Regions from separate parts of the Mus musculus genome. Here region 1 is linked to region 2. A link is a contact called in public promoter capture Hi-C data. All regions are on one chromosome and are shown on one strand. Each heading gives the region's core, a stretch centred on a gene start, on an enhancer-like site or on the middle of the called end of the contact. The rest is flanking DNA. Distances are from core to core; before and after follow the strand shown.

Evidence for each region. Promoter capture Hi-C pulls out the DNA fragments that hold promoters and counts their contacts.
Region 1: a promoter capture Hi-C map of embryonic stem cells shows a contact between it and region 2. The contact joins the enhancer-like site here to the promoter of 4933431E20Rik in region 2. A contact is called at or near these places in 13 of 39 promoter capture datasets (the C10 cell line, the HPC-7 cell line, HPC-7-derived erythroid cells and 10 more), 2 of 484 Hi-C or Micro-C datasets (bone marrow-derived macrophages and colorectal tumor organoids), 3 of 115 datasets of contacts at active chromatin or transcription factors (bone marrow-derived macrophages, forebrain and pancreatic cancer cells) and 2 of 9 other capture datasets (adipose tissue and liver).

The regions. Positions count from the first base shown.
Region 1 is chr3:107,711,092-107,717,356 of GRCm38.p6, reverse strand. The region is part of intron 1 of Gm40121 (a long non-coding RNA gene); the gene reads right to left. Among named protein-coding and RNA genes, the nearest start is that of Ahcyl1, 18 kb to the right of the region's middle. Within about 2 kb of position 3,201, at least 22 of the 459 cell types and tissues checked have an H3K27ac peak or open chromatin away from gene starts, as enhancers often do.
Region 2 is chr3:107,892,105-107,898,383 of GRCm38.p6, reverse strand. 4933431E20Rik (RIKEN cDNA 4933431E20 gene) reads left to right here and starts at 2,171. Exons shown (of 3, transcript NR_015459.1): 1 at 2,171-2,741; 2 at 4,156-4,333; 3 at 4,877-6,279. Gstm5 (glutathione S-transferase, mu 5) reads right to left here and starts at 2,530. Exons shown (of 8, transcript NM_010360.2): 1 at 2,386-2,530; 2 at 2,011-2,086; 3 at 1,694-1,758; 4 at 1,015-1,096; 5 at 822-922; 6 at 322-417; 7 at 108-218. The coding sequence starts at 2,430. It overlaps Eps8l3 (EPS8-like 3), which reads right to left. Exons shown (of 19, transcript NM_133867.2): 18 at 6,018-6,150; 19 at 5,484-5,801. The coding sequence ends at 5,790.

The DNA.
Region 1 (6,265 bases), core at 1,952-4,451, 180 kb after region 2:
CACTTCATAGAAGGCAATAGTGGTCATGTAATACACAGTTTGATTGTGATTAGTAATATACCCATCTCCTTAGATGTTGTTAATTATGGAGACATCATCCTATCTTGATGCATTATGGTCTAAATTATAGCTTCTATCCCTGGAAAATTTTGTAAAATACAATGTAACTTTAGCTGTGCTATTTTTACTTGGCATGGTCTGTGGGACATCCTCAGAGGAATTTCAAGAGGGGTGGAGAGAGAGTCCAGCAAGACAGGAATGAACACACAAAGCATGTTTAAAGTAAACTGGACTTCCAAAACAACCTTTGCCCTATGGAATTAACCACTTCCTTAATGGCTGTACATCCACTTGACCACCCTTACCACCGAAGTAGCTCTTACATTCTTCCGGCATGATACCCATACAATTTTAATGGCATTTGACTAATTATGGTCCTTCTTTCCTGGTTGGCATGTAAATTCCATGAGGGCATAGACTGGAAGAGACTGTGTCTCAGTTTAGGCCTACAGCTTTGAATAGAACCTAAAATAGAAAACTTGCTTAAACTTAAAGCACACTTCTAGATGGTCAATATACAGAGCAACATAATGAATCAACTCAAACTGCCTCCTTTTAAAACCTTACCTGATACAGCCACACCTACCTTCAAACCCACCATTCTGAACTCTGGGGTCCTCTAGTTCCATATTCTCCAATTTCTTACATAAGTGTCTATCTTTTCCACAAGAGAGTGAGCTCTTTGAAGATACGGGTTGTTTTAACCATTTTAAGATCCCTGGTGCCTAATACAAACTCAGTAAACATTTGCTGAGCAAATGCAAACGAATGAATAAATAAATAAATGAATGAAGTGCATTTACAATGGCAGACTGAGTGAAAGGGTCTGAACATCATAGGAAGCAACTAGTGTTTCTGATCATTGTGTTCAGAAATTAGAGAGCTCTCGTGTCTGAGGTGAGTAGAACTTAGATAAGTGGAAAGAGCATGTGCTTTGGAAACCAAGGATTTAAGCTGTGACTCCAAAGCTGCCCTTGCTTTGGGCAAGTCCCTGTTCTTTTGTGAGCATCAGTTTCTTGTACTAAAGTCAGAAACACCCAGGAGAGTGATAGCAACTGGAAGGTCATGTGATGAGGCTGCCACTGAGCTCTACACTGTGATTATTCATAGTTACTGAGACAGCAAGTAGAGAGGGTGAAGTACTGTCACATTTGTAGTTGAATGGCCTTCAAGAAGGCAATTTGGATGGAGAATGGAGTGGTGTGGAAACACTCCAGAAACCATAGTGGCAACAGTCATTCAATATTGAGTACCAACTCTGTCGGGCACTCTACACACTTTTTTTATTAAATATTTACAAAAAACCTTAACCTCAGCACTGCCACTCAACTTATCAAAACAAGGAAATTAAATTTCAGAATGTTTCTAAGTTCTAAGCTCACAGAGCTAGCAAGTGGTTGAAACTGTTTCAAAGTCAAATTCATCTGATTTCAGAGCTTGCTCCAGGCTTAAACACATCTCTTTCTCTGAACAAATGAAAAGTTGGGTGTATTGTGGGAATTAAACTAAAGGCCTTTTAACAAGCTAGATAGTATAAGTTAAGATAGGCTAAGATGCTGATAAATTACTCAGCGGGGTAAGCCTGTTTGTCATCTCCTACACTTATCGCTCCAAATGTTGTAAACACGTCTTAGCATTTTCAACAAGAAGCTTGTTCTGAACCAGATGCTCTTCCCTGGATGAGAACCCAGTGCTCAGAGAAGAAAGACTTCACCTGAACCGCCCCATTCTGTAGTCCTGGTGGAACACTACCCTCTGAACATAATACTAACTGCAGTCTTAATCAGAATAGCTGTGGCTACTTTCAAGTGACCCTCAAGATGAGTCCTGTTGATGTTTCCTCTTAGAAGAAGGGGCTAAGGGGCATAAGAAGGTCACCTGAGGTTCCAGCCATTCCTTCCTGTATTGCCCCTCTTTGCTCTGTGTATTTCTGTCCCAGCTCTACAAACTTTCAGATGGTGCTTAAGGGAAACCTTAAAGGGACACCTTCTCACCTTAAGAGTGAGAAGTTCACTGAAGGGTAAAAGTCCATACATCCATGGGGAAACCATCACCCATACCGGACTAGGGAAGAACTGTTCCTTTGCTCTGCCATTGGTGCCCTATCAAGACTAAGTAGACATGTGTTTATATCTCCCAGGAAAAAGTCCACAAGTAGAAAGTCTTCTGTGTCTTTGGTAAAGCTCCCTTTTAGAGGACCTTGTTAGGCCCGGATAGCATAGAAGTAGATAACATTCTGCTGGTTTGCCTTTCCCCAGCCCCTGACAGATATTTACTTTCTCATACCATACATTCTCAAAACACAAGAGAAGCAGAGATGCCCCAGGCACCACGGGCCAGAGCTCCATGCAGCCTCAGCCCCTTTCACCCATCCTTTTAGCGCACAGGCTCATCTTAGTCAGAGACTTTTTTTTTCCACTACAGCAAAATTTAGAAACATATTCTAAATTCCTGTGCAATGTTTGCTGATGCTGCAGCTGTCCTCTACTCTCTCCAGAGGATGCTAAAACTGCTCTAATCAGTACCAGTACCCTGGACCGGGAGGTTACTTGACACAGCAGAGTCTAGCACGGTCAGTTACAGCCTTGGCATTCAGGAGGAGGGTGGTAGAACAGGAGGGACTTCTTTGAAACTTCTCCATTTGTATACATGCCTCCCCTACAGAGTCTGGCCAAAAGTAAACATAATTTTCCCTGTGTGTCTCCATCACAGGAGGAGCATATGGTTGGATGCAACTGGCTTCTCTGAAAGTCTTTCCAAAGAACACAATCTAGTTACTTAGCAAATATTTACTGAGCAACATGGAAGAAGAAAGAGCATTCCAGCCAGGGGCCAGCAAGAGGCGAGAGATCGAATAAACTAGAGAGAAATAAAACAGCAAGGGTATGTCTGGGGTGCAGTGAGCAAGTAGTAAAACTGAAAAGAAAAGGAAACAATTGGGAACAGCTTTGAATGCCTGGGAAAGGACTTTGAGTTTACTGCAAAAGGTAAGAGAGACTAAAGAAAGGTTCTGAACAAGGGACAGGCATGATTAAAATGATCAGTAAAATTCAGTGGGACCCAGGTAAAGAATAATCATATAAAGCAGCCATCAAAAGCTAAGTACTTACTTTGCACCCAGCAGATGGTCAAAGTCTTGCAGAGATTGCTTTGCTTAATAAAATTAATAGTGCACTTAAGACATAGTGCTGGCCCACATGGTTTTCAGTCCTCAGAGCCATCTCCTAATTTGAGTGTTGCTGCATCAATTTGGCAGATGGTGCCTGCACTTAAAAGGTAACTGTATTGTGCTGAAGGCCAGACAGTTACAGTGGTAGAGCCAGGGTTTAATTTCATGTTATTCTGACTCTAAAGTTGACTTCTTGTTGTTTTGTTTTGTTTTTCAAGACAAGGCTTCTCTGTGTAGCCTTGGCTGTCTAGGAATTACTGTACTGGTCACTCTGTAAGGCAGGCTGGCCTCAGACTCACAGAGATCTGCCTGCCTCTCCCTCCCAAGAGCTGGGATTAAAGGCGTGTAGTGATGCTGCCACCACCACCCTGCCCAAAGCTGACTTTTATGAAGATGTTATGAAAATTCTGGGGAGCAATGAAGAACAATGGAAGGAGCAAGAAGATTAGAGAAAAATAGATATAAACTAAGTTGCAGATGCATAATAGACATGTTATGACAACTGATAAAACTTTAGGTAGGAATAGTGTCAAATATGAGTTACAGTTTTGAACATGGATAGCTGATAGAAATTTCAACAGGCATGCACTAAGACTCAAGAACACAGGGAGCCAGGTAAGTGCTGTGGATGAATAGGAAATGTCTTCCATAGGCTCAGGCTTTGGATGCTACTCCCCAGGGACACTTCTTTTGGGATGCCATGGAAGATAGGGCATGGCTGGCTGTGTGGGTCAAGAGGAATGTGCCTTTGCAGGTTATACCTGATGCCTGATCCTCTGTCCCTGTATGCTTTCTGCCTAGCACTGACATGAGCAGCCTCTGCCACAAGTTCCCTCTGCCATGCCTTCCTTGCCACAGTCTCAAATGCTCTAAAAACCATAAGCCAAAGCTACTCCTTACACTGTTTCTGTCAGGTGTTATGGTCACACTAACTCAAAAGTAGCTAATACAGAAGGTTAAATAAAGGGTTCCAAATATGTTGAATTTGACATAATGGTGGCAGAGATTTGGAAAAATCACCTTACTCCTTATGTCTGCTCCCCACTGATCAACTCCTTACTTGTTCATTTAAAAAATTTAAAAATATGATAAAATGTAACATTTTAACAATTAAATTATTTTAATTAGCTGTTTCATATCCAGTATGTGAGGAACTAGTTGGGGAGTCATCACTTCATCTCAACAAGGGAAAACAAAAAGCAAAAGTCTGAACAAACTGAAAAATCAGCAGGTGTTCTTAGATCCCTCAAAGCAAAGGAGCCTCAGGGAAAACTGTGCCCCGCCCTACAATCAGAAATGCAGATACAGAGAATTACAACTCAGCAGAGAACTGGAGCAGAAAGCTCCCAGGAACCAGGGTAAGAAAGCCTAGATTGTAGTGGAGGACTTGCTAGTTAGTGCTCAGTGTATAACCAGCTCAAGCTGTGAAGACTTCAGTGGGTCCCAGACAGTGGGACAGAGTGGGGGAAATCTTCATTACTTCTAGTCCAGGGGCTTCTAGTTTCTCCCAAAGACTACAGAGCAGCATTCTCAACCTGTGGGTTGTGACCCCTTTGGGTCACCTAAGACCGTCGGAAAATATAGACTTTGATTCGTAACAGTAGCAAAATTACAGTTATGAAGTAGCAATGAAAATAATTTAATGGTTGGGGGTCACCTCAACATGAGGAACTGTATTAAAGGGTTGCAGCATTAGGAAGGTTGAGAACCACTGTTTTAGAGGAAAAAAAAAATCTGATACTTCTGGGGAAGAACAGGCATTATGAAATACCAAGGCCAGAGAACAGTGTGTTAGGACTGCCCTCGAGGGAAAATAGGTCCCTTGAGGGCAGTCCTAATGAAGTTTTTCCAGAGTCTAATAACAGAAAGAAGGGAATTACTCAGTGACAGCACAACTCCTCTCTGTCGTTCAGTGAGAGGTGTGCGGGCAGAGACTAAGAAGCCCTGTGAGCTCATAGCTCCAACACCAGGCTGAATTATCTGGCATGTTACTGAGTATTCACTCCCACTATCTACATGCATGTACACCAAATGGCCTTTTTCTCAGCACTCCTTTCACTAGCACACCCCATCTGAGATATAGAGGGAAATGAATACACCAACACCAACAGTAACAAAAACCACACCTAGGATATTTAAACATCAGGGGAAAAGAAGCCTTACCTACACAGGAGTGAAGACAGGAATTCCTCCAAAACCAAGCAAATGAGAAAAGTGTGATGTGAAATGCTTACTACGCTGAGGGGGAAGGAAAAGACAGTCTGGAATTGTGAGAAAGGAGGCTCCGAAAGTGAACAGAGTGGGTACTGAGGTATATGCCTTGGAGCCCCAGCAACGGAAGGCAAAGGCAGGTACAGGTGACTTGAACTTGGGAGTTCAAGATAAGCCTGGGCCACATTCAAGATTCCATCTGGAATCAGAAAAAAAAAAAAAAAAAAACGTGAAGAAGAAATAGATTGCTTAAGACAAAACCAGGAAATGTGTTGCCTGCCTTACTTGAAATGTTAAAAAGCTCTTCAAAGACAAGAATATAGGGGCACAGGTCACAGACAGGCGTACCTGACAAAAGGAAGAGCCCCAGAAAAGGAGGCTCTGTTTGTGTGATTAAAACAATTAATGTCAAGGTAGTTAAAACTTCAATGTAAAAAATCTTAGTTGATTTATGGGTAACAGTTTGTTCAAAATAACAGCAATAATATACTAAGTATGTTTGAATGTATAATCTTATGACTCAAAGGAGAGAAGGAGGAAATTAGGAATTTTTGTTGTTATGAGATATTTACAATAAGAACAATTGTAAAGAGAAAAAGTAATGAAAGAAAAATATTAAAAATAAAAATAGAGATTATTATATAAATATAGATTTGGATTAGCTGTAAATGTATATTGCAAATTCTAGGGCAACCACTAAAAAATATATTTTTTAGGGAAAAGTAAAAAAAATTGAAATGTAATTGTTACAAGAAAAATAAGAAAAAAAATTTTAAAAAAGAAAAGAAAACTAAGGGCACTGAGTGGCAGGCAAGGTCTAGGGAT
Region 2 (6,279 bases), core at 922-3,421:
CTGTCTGACTCCACTGATCTCTGCTGCTGTTGGGCAAGCACAATGGGGCCTACAGGCCATAGGGGAGCCTGTGCATAGTGCTTTGAGAAAGGGGTAGTGAACATCACCTCAAAACGGCACATGAAAGCCTTCAGGTTTGGGAACTCATCCAGACACTTGGGCTCAAATATACGGTTCTGATCCAAGACATCATAGGTGAGAAAATCCACAAAGGTCAGCTAGAAAGAATGAGGACAATGAAGTGTCATGCCTAAGGAACTCACCAATACCTGCAGAGATAGACAGGCAGGCAGGCAGCCTCTCCCTGTGCCTTCTCCCTACCTTTTCTCCTGCAAACCATGTGAATTTCCCCAGGAACAATGAGAATTGTTTCAGCTGTGCAGGTAGCTGTTCCAAGTACTGAGGCTTCAGGTTTTCCTAGGAAAGAAAAGCAATAGCTATTGTTGGGTCAACACATGGCTCAATGGGGGTGAATAGAGTTTGATTCCCAGGTCCCACATTAATGTAGAAGTCTTTGGACTTCTACACACACTGGCCCCTTCCCCCAATAGCTATAGTCAGGGCCTGGACCAGTGATGGACACACTCTAGGCAGCTTCTTTCTGCCTTTAATTGGAGAAGGCAGGATGGAGAGCTGGGGCTTTGGAAAGGAGGAGGAGCTAACACCAGACTTACAGGACAAACCACACCAAAAAATAGAGTCTGTTTCTAATCCTTCCAGTTTGGGTTGATAGAAAGATGGCAACCATAGAAGCGAGCAGAATAATCCTTAGCACTTTGGCCTGAAACCCAACAAAGGTGATTCCAGATGAGGAAACTTACGTGGTTAGAATTGTAGCAGAGGCGAACCAGCTGCATGCGGAAGTCCATGATCTGGTTCTCCATGATGTCTACTCGTATCTTTTCTTCTTCAGTGTCACCACCTGCAGCCAGATGGCAACAAATCACCCTCAGGATTGCCAACCTCCAGGTGAGCCAACTGCCTCCTCCCTCCTATCCCCTTCAGCCCACTCACACATGTTGTGCTTGCGTGCGATGTATCTCAGGATGGCGTTACTCTGGGTGATCTTGTTCTTCCCGTCCATGAGGTAGGGCAGCTAGAAGGGGAAAGTTAATGTGAACCTAGTCCTCCAGGACCGCCACTCCTCTGGAAAAGAGAAGACTTGCAAGGTGTGTGAGAGTAGAAGCCAGGAGAAATAACTAAATAAATAGAAAGTAGCACTGGGTCCTCACCTGACTCTAGACAAGGGTGCTTAATCCTGTGTGTCACTGTGAATGTATGTGTGGCATATAGACGTTTAAAAAGCAAAATGTAAATATTTTATACCTTAAAGTATGTAAAAGTAGGGTGATTATGGATACATTTAAAAAAAAAATAGGTGTTTTAACAACCAGGACACATGAGGATACATTTAGGATACCATGAAAATACCTGGAATCTATCAGTGATAAAGTCACAGACCTGGCTATCAACTCATGTCTCTTATAGCCTGCCTTTAAGAGGAGAATATTAGTGTTTCTCAGACGTTAGTAGGAAATAAAATGTTATTCTCAGTTCTGTTCAATGACCCTTGAATTCTATCCATTCTATAAACGTGAAGAGTCTCTATCTAGATGCTCCCAAGCCAGAGATGAAGTGAAAACAGATACACTTGAAGGCCTTCCCTTCTGCCCACTCCTCCAAAACCACCTACGTTAGGAAAGTCCAGATCTAGCTTGAATTTCACGTCCAGCCATTGGCTTCTATCATAGTCAGGAGCTGTAAGAGAGAAGTGGGACCCAAGCCCGTTACCGACCTAGCTGAGACTTAGACCTGTTATCTCAAGTTCCCAATCCCCAAAAACTAACCCTTGAGTTTCTGCAAAGATGGGCCTGAACAGCAAGAGATAACTCTATGGGCCTCTCTTGGCAAAGTTCCCAGCTTACAGGAGCAGGGGGTCCCACACCATCTTGGTGTGGTACAACCCTCTGGGTAAAAAACAACTGTAGCGCACCCACAGACATTCATTACCTTCCCCACAGATGTACCGTTTCTCCTCATAGCTGGTATCAGTAAACTCCAGAAGCATGCGGATAGCATGAGCCAGCTAAAAGCAGGGGATGGAGAAAGACCCCGGTCAGCGCGCCTGCGCAGTGCCCACTTGCTCGCAGGCCCCCTCCGTCAATGTCCCCAACCCAACGCTGCCAAGCTCCTGCGTCCTGTCCAGGGAAATTGTCCTTAGGCAGCCCCTTCGCTCACGCCCGGGAACTTCCAGTACCTTATTCCTCTACCCACAGTCCTGGGGACCCCATAGGTAGGCTGGAGATCGGCCCACCGGCCCCTGACCCCCGCCCGGCCGCCTGCACCTCTCTGTCCCAGAGGCTGGGCTGGCGAGGGACCACTCACCCCGCGGATATCCCAGTAACCCAGAACCATAGACTTGGATGACATTTTGGGCGATCTTAGCCCCTTCGGGGATACAGCGATGGACTGTGGGCGGCTAACTTTATACTGGACGCTGTGGGCCGGGCTGACGCGACCGAACTGTCTCCTCCTCTCTCGCTCTATGCTCCACCCGCCCTCCGCGTGGTCAGTGGGCGGTGCGCAGGCGCAGCTGCTGCGGCTCCTGAAATCCTCCGGTGTGAACTTCTCCCAGGGCTGTTGATGCTTCATCTACTCTTCTGGCAGTGGGGGCCTGGACCTTAGTTACCCGGGAAGCGTGAGTCATGTTGCACAGTTGAGCTGGCACATAAAACTACGAGGTAGGAAACGATTCAGGTATAAGGTACTTTGGGGATAGAAACATTTTCTATGTAAGATACAAATGGCTCTGTGAAGACTGAGGGAGGCTGGGGACACTAAACAGGTCCACTGTGAAAAAGGATAGGTCATGCACATTGGAAATGCCTCAAAGGACACTCCAGGAAAGAGGAGGGTAGAGCAAACACCGAAAGGTGACAAATAGCTATGCAAGATAAACAGCAGGTGCTGTCGAGTTAGGCTGGTTTATGGGAGGAGTCAAAACATTAAGCATTTGGGGCAGGTTGCAAAGGGTATGGACAGCCAGACAGACAGAGGGTGTGAGTGTTTTCTCTCTGCTCTGTGGGGAGTGTATAGGATCTAGATCATAATGTTCACTAGCAGTATAATGCAAGACAGACATATGATTGTTTTTAAATGGTTTGCTTCTAGTTTTTTTTTTTTTAAGGAGGCAATGAATCCATAGTATACTTACGTAGCCCAATATATACTGTTTCAGAATGTAGTATGAAAATTATTGAGATGTCTTCTATTTTTTTGTTTTAGTACCTTACATTTAAAACACAACTCCACTAAGGGTAACCTCATCTTTTAAAAAAGATTTATTTATTCATTTTATATATGTGAGTATACTGTCGCTCTCTCTCTTCAGTCACACCAGAAGAGGGCATTGGATCCCACTATAGACTGTTGTGAGCCACCTTGTGGTTGCTGGGAATTGAACTCAGGACCTCTGGAAGAGCAGTTGGTGCTCTTAACTGCTGAGTCATCTCTCCAGCCCCAGGTAACCTCATTCTGATGCTCAGGATCCACAAGTTAGTCGGAAAATGATAAGCATATTGTGGAGTAAAACAGCACAAAAGGGGAAAGGCCCCTTGCGGGTGGGACCATCCCTGGGCTGGGTGTCTTGGGTTCTATAAGAGGGCAGGCTGAGCAAGCCAGGGGAAGCAAGCCAGTAAGGAACAGCCCTTCATGGCCTCTTCATCAGCTCCTGCTTCCTGACCTGCTTGAGTTCCAGTCCTGACTTCTTTCAGTGATGAACAGCAATGTGGAAATGTAAGCTGAATAAACCCTTTCCTCCCCAACTGCTTCTTGGTCATGATGTTTGTGCAGGAATAGAAATCCTGACTAAGACACCAGGCCTCCCGGAGCCCCAAGTCTGGGTGTGGGAAATTATGTCTCCCCGTTAGTTTAACTGACTCAAACTTCAGACTTTGTAAAAGGACATTTTTCTAAAATAAAGAAGAAATGGTACAGAGACATGTGACTGTATAATGCCTGGGTTGATTCCTCCCAAGAAAACAAAAGCCAGCAACAAATTAACTTGAGCCACGAGTCTAAAACTTCTAGAGTAGTCTAAGTATTCTACTTGTTTCATGATATATCCCAATTCAGGCTAAATAACTTTGTGATTAGGTGTTCTGCCCAGTTTATAGAACAAGGAATTGAAGCTTGGAGAAGATTGATGGACCACTCAAGTTCCCTGGATGGTCCAGGATGCAGACTGAGGATGGCCTAAAACATTAGTTTTGCTGGCTCCCTGTGCTTGGCTAACTTTAGAGCCTCTTACCTTGCCACAGTCTTTTCTATGAAGGTAGGTGAACACTGGGGTAGAGCACATTTTTTTTCCTAATCCTATAGATTTCCCCTGGTTTTCAGCTTTAAGATGGGCCAAGGCCAATGGGATAGTGGCTCCTTCCATTCGAAGACCTTAACTTTTCTGAATTGGCTACCTTGCCCCTAACAACTCTGAAGGCCTTTCCCTCCCTCTCCCCCCACCCCCTTCCTTTGAGGTAAAAGTTTTGCTTTCATACTCAGTGTTACTGAGGATTTTGTGAGGCCAGGAAGTTGAGAGTGAATGATAGAGTCCATCTGAAAATAAGGTATTTAGCTCGGGATGATGTTACAGTCTTGGATAAATTCAGCCAAAAGAGATTTCCTGGACAATCTTAAGAACCTGTTAGGGGCTCTTGAATCCATGAGAACAGCAAACCTTAACAACAGGGTATCTCAATTGAAGCATAGCTTCTCTTCCATGGAGAAGAATTCATTCCATGAGCTTTGAGCCGGAAGTAAACTATATACACCAATAGAGAGTACAAGCCATAGACAGCCCTAACTCTTCATTTAACCCTAGGACAGAGAGCCAAGGAGTGGACCAACATGCCTGAGTTTACACAGTGGACCTGAGGACCGTCACCTCCCAGTGCAATGTTCCTGTGTACTGCCACTGAAGAGACAGGTGGGAGGGAGCTCAAGGTTGACTTGCCTAACAACCATTGCTTGAAAGACAAAGCTCCCAAGGAGAGCACAAAATACCTCACTCGAGACTCCTCTGCATCACCAACCAGTGTGAAGAAAGCCTGCAGCTGTCAGCAGAGTATTCTTTGTCTCGGTGACACGCTGTGCCTACAGTTGGACTAGAAACTTTGGATTAGGGTGTGAGTCGTGCCCCATAGGACAGAGGTGGTGCATGTAGCCTCATTTTGGAGTTTATTTAGAGAGGAGAAAGAATGTACCATAGTCCCCAAAGGCTCTAGGTTACAGTGAATTCTCTTTAGTTCAGTTATAGTTTAGTTTAGCTTGGTTTGGTTAGCTGTGGTTCCGTTCTGTTCCGTTCTGTTCTGTTCGGTTCAGTTCGGTTCAGTTGCAGAGTTGTTGCTCTTTCATGCTTTGCATCCCAACTCCCTGCTCTCTCTTGGCTTTGGTTCCCATCAGGTCCAGAATAAATGGCAAGGAGAGGGTCATAGAACAAGTTAAACGATGCTTTTTATTGGCAGGATTGGGACTAAAGAGATCAGGAGTAAGACTGGGAATAAGTATGCCAACTTAGGGTGTGGGGTAAAATAAATAGTAACCGGTGAGGGTCTCCAACCCAATGAGGTACCATTTGCCTCAGTGTCTGGACCTGTTCATCTTCTTTGCTTTGTGATCCAGGATATGTGGCTTGCCACTAACTGAAAGAGGACTTCCAGGGGCTCTAACTGGGTACCAAATACTCCATCTTGCACATGAGAGGTCCTTGGTCTTAGAGGTATTCGAGCTGGTCTCTAATGAGTCATCTGAAGGGAGAAAACAATTCAGATGGGGCTGGTTCCTAGTGAGGGACTCCCCAGAGTTTATATCACCAATGCGATTAGAACTTCAAGACACACCTGAACGGATGGAGCTGAGTCCCCAGAGGAATAGCCCATGCCTAGTGTCCCCAGCTCTCCCTTTCTCACCCCAGGAGAATTAAATTCCTCTGAATAGGAGTCAGGATCCCAGAGCTTCCTCACCCCCAGCATCCTTCTGACAGCGTCCAGCCGGGCCTGGATCCGTGGAGCCTCCTGTGGACACAGCATCTGCAGCTCCCCAGGTCTCATGTGAAGTAGCTGGCTTCCCATTAGGGACCCGAGGGTCCTTACAGTGCTGTAAATAACAATGGTAGAATCCACCAGAAGTAGGGTGGGCAGATTCTAGGTCTTAGTATTTGTGTAGAGAAGGAAAGTTGGGGTTACAGGAATTAGGTATCTGCAGGTACAGGGATACACCTAGTGG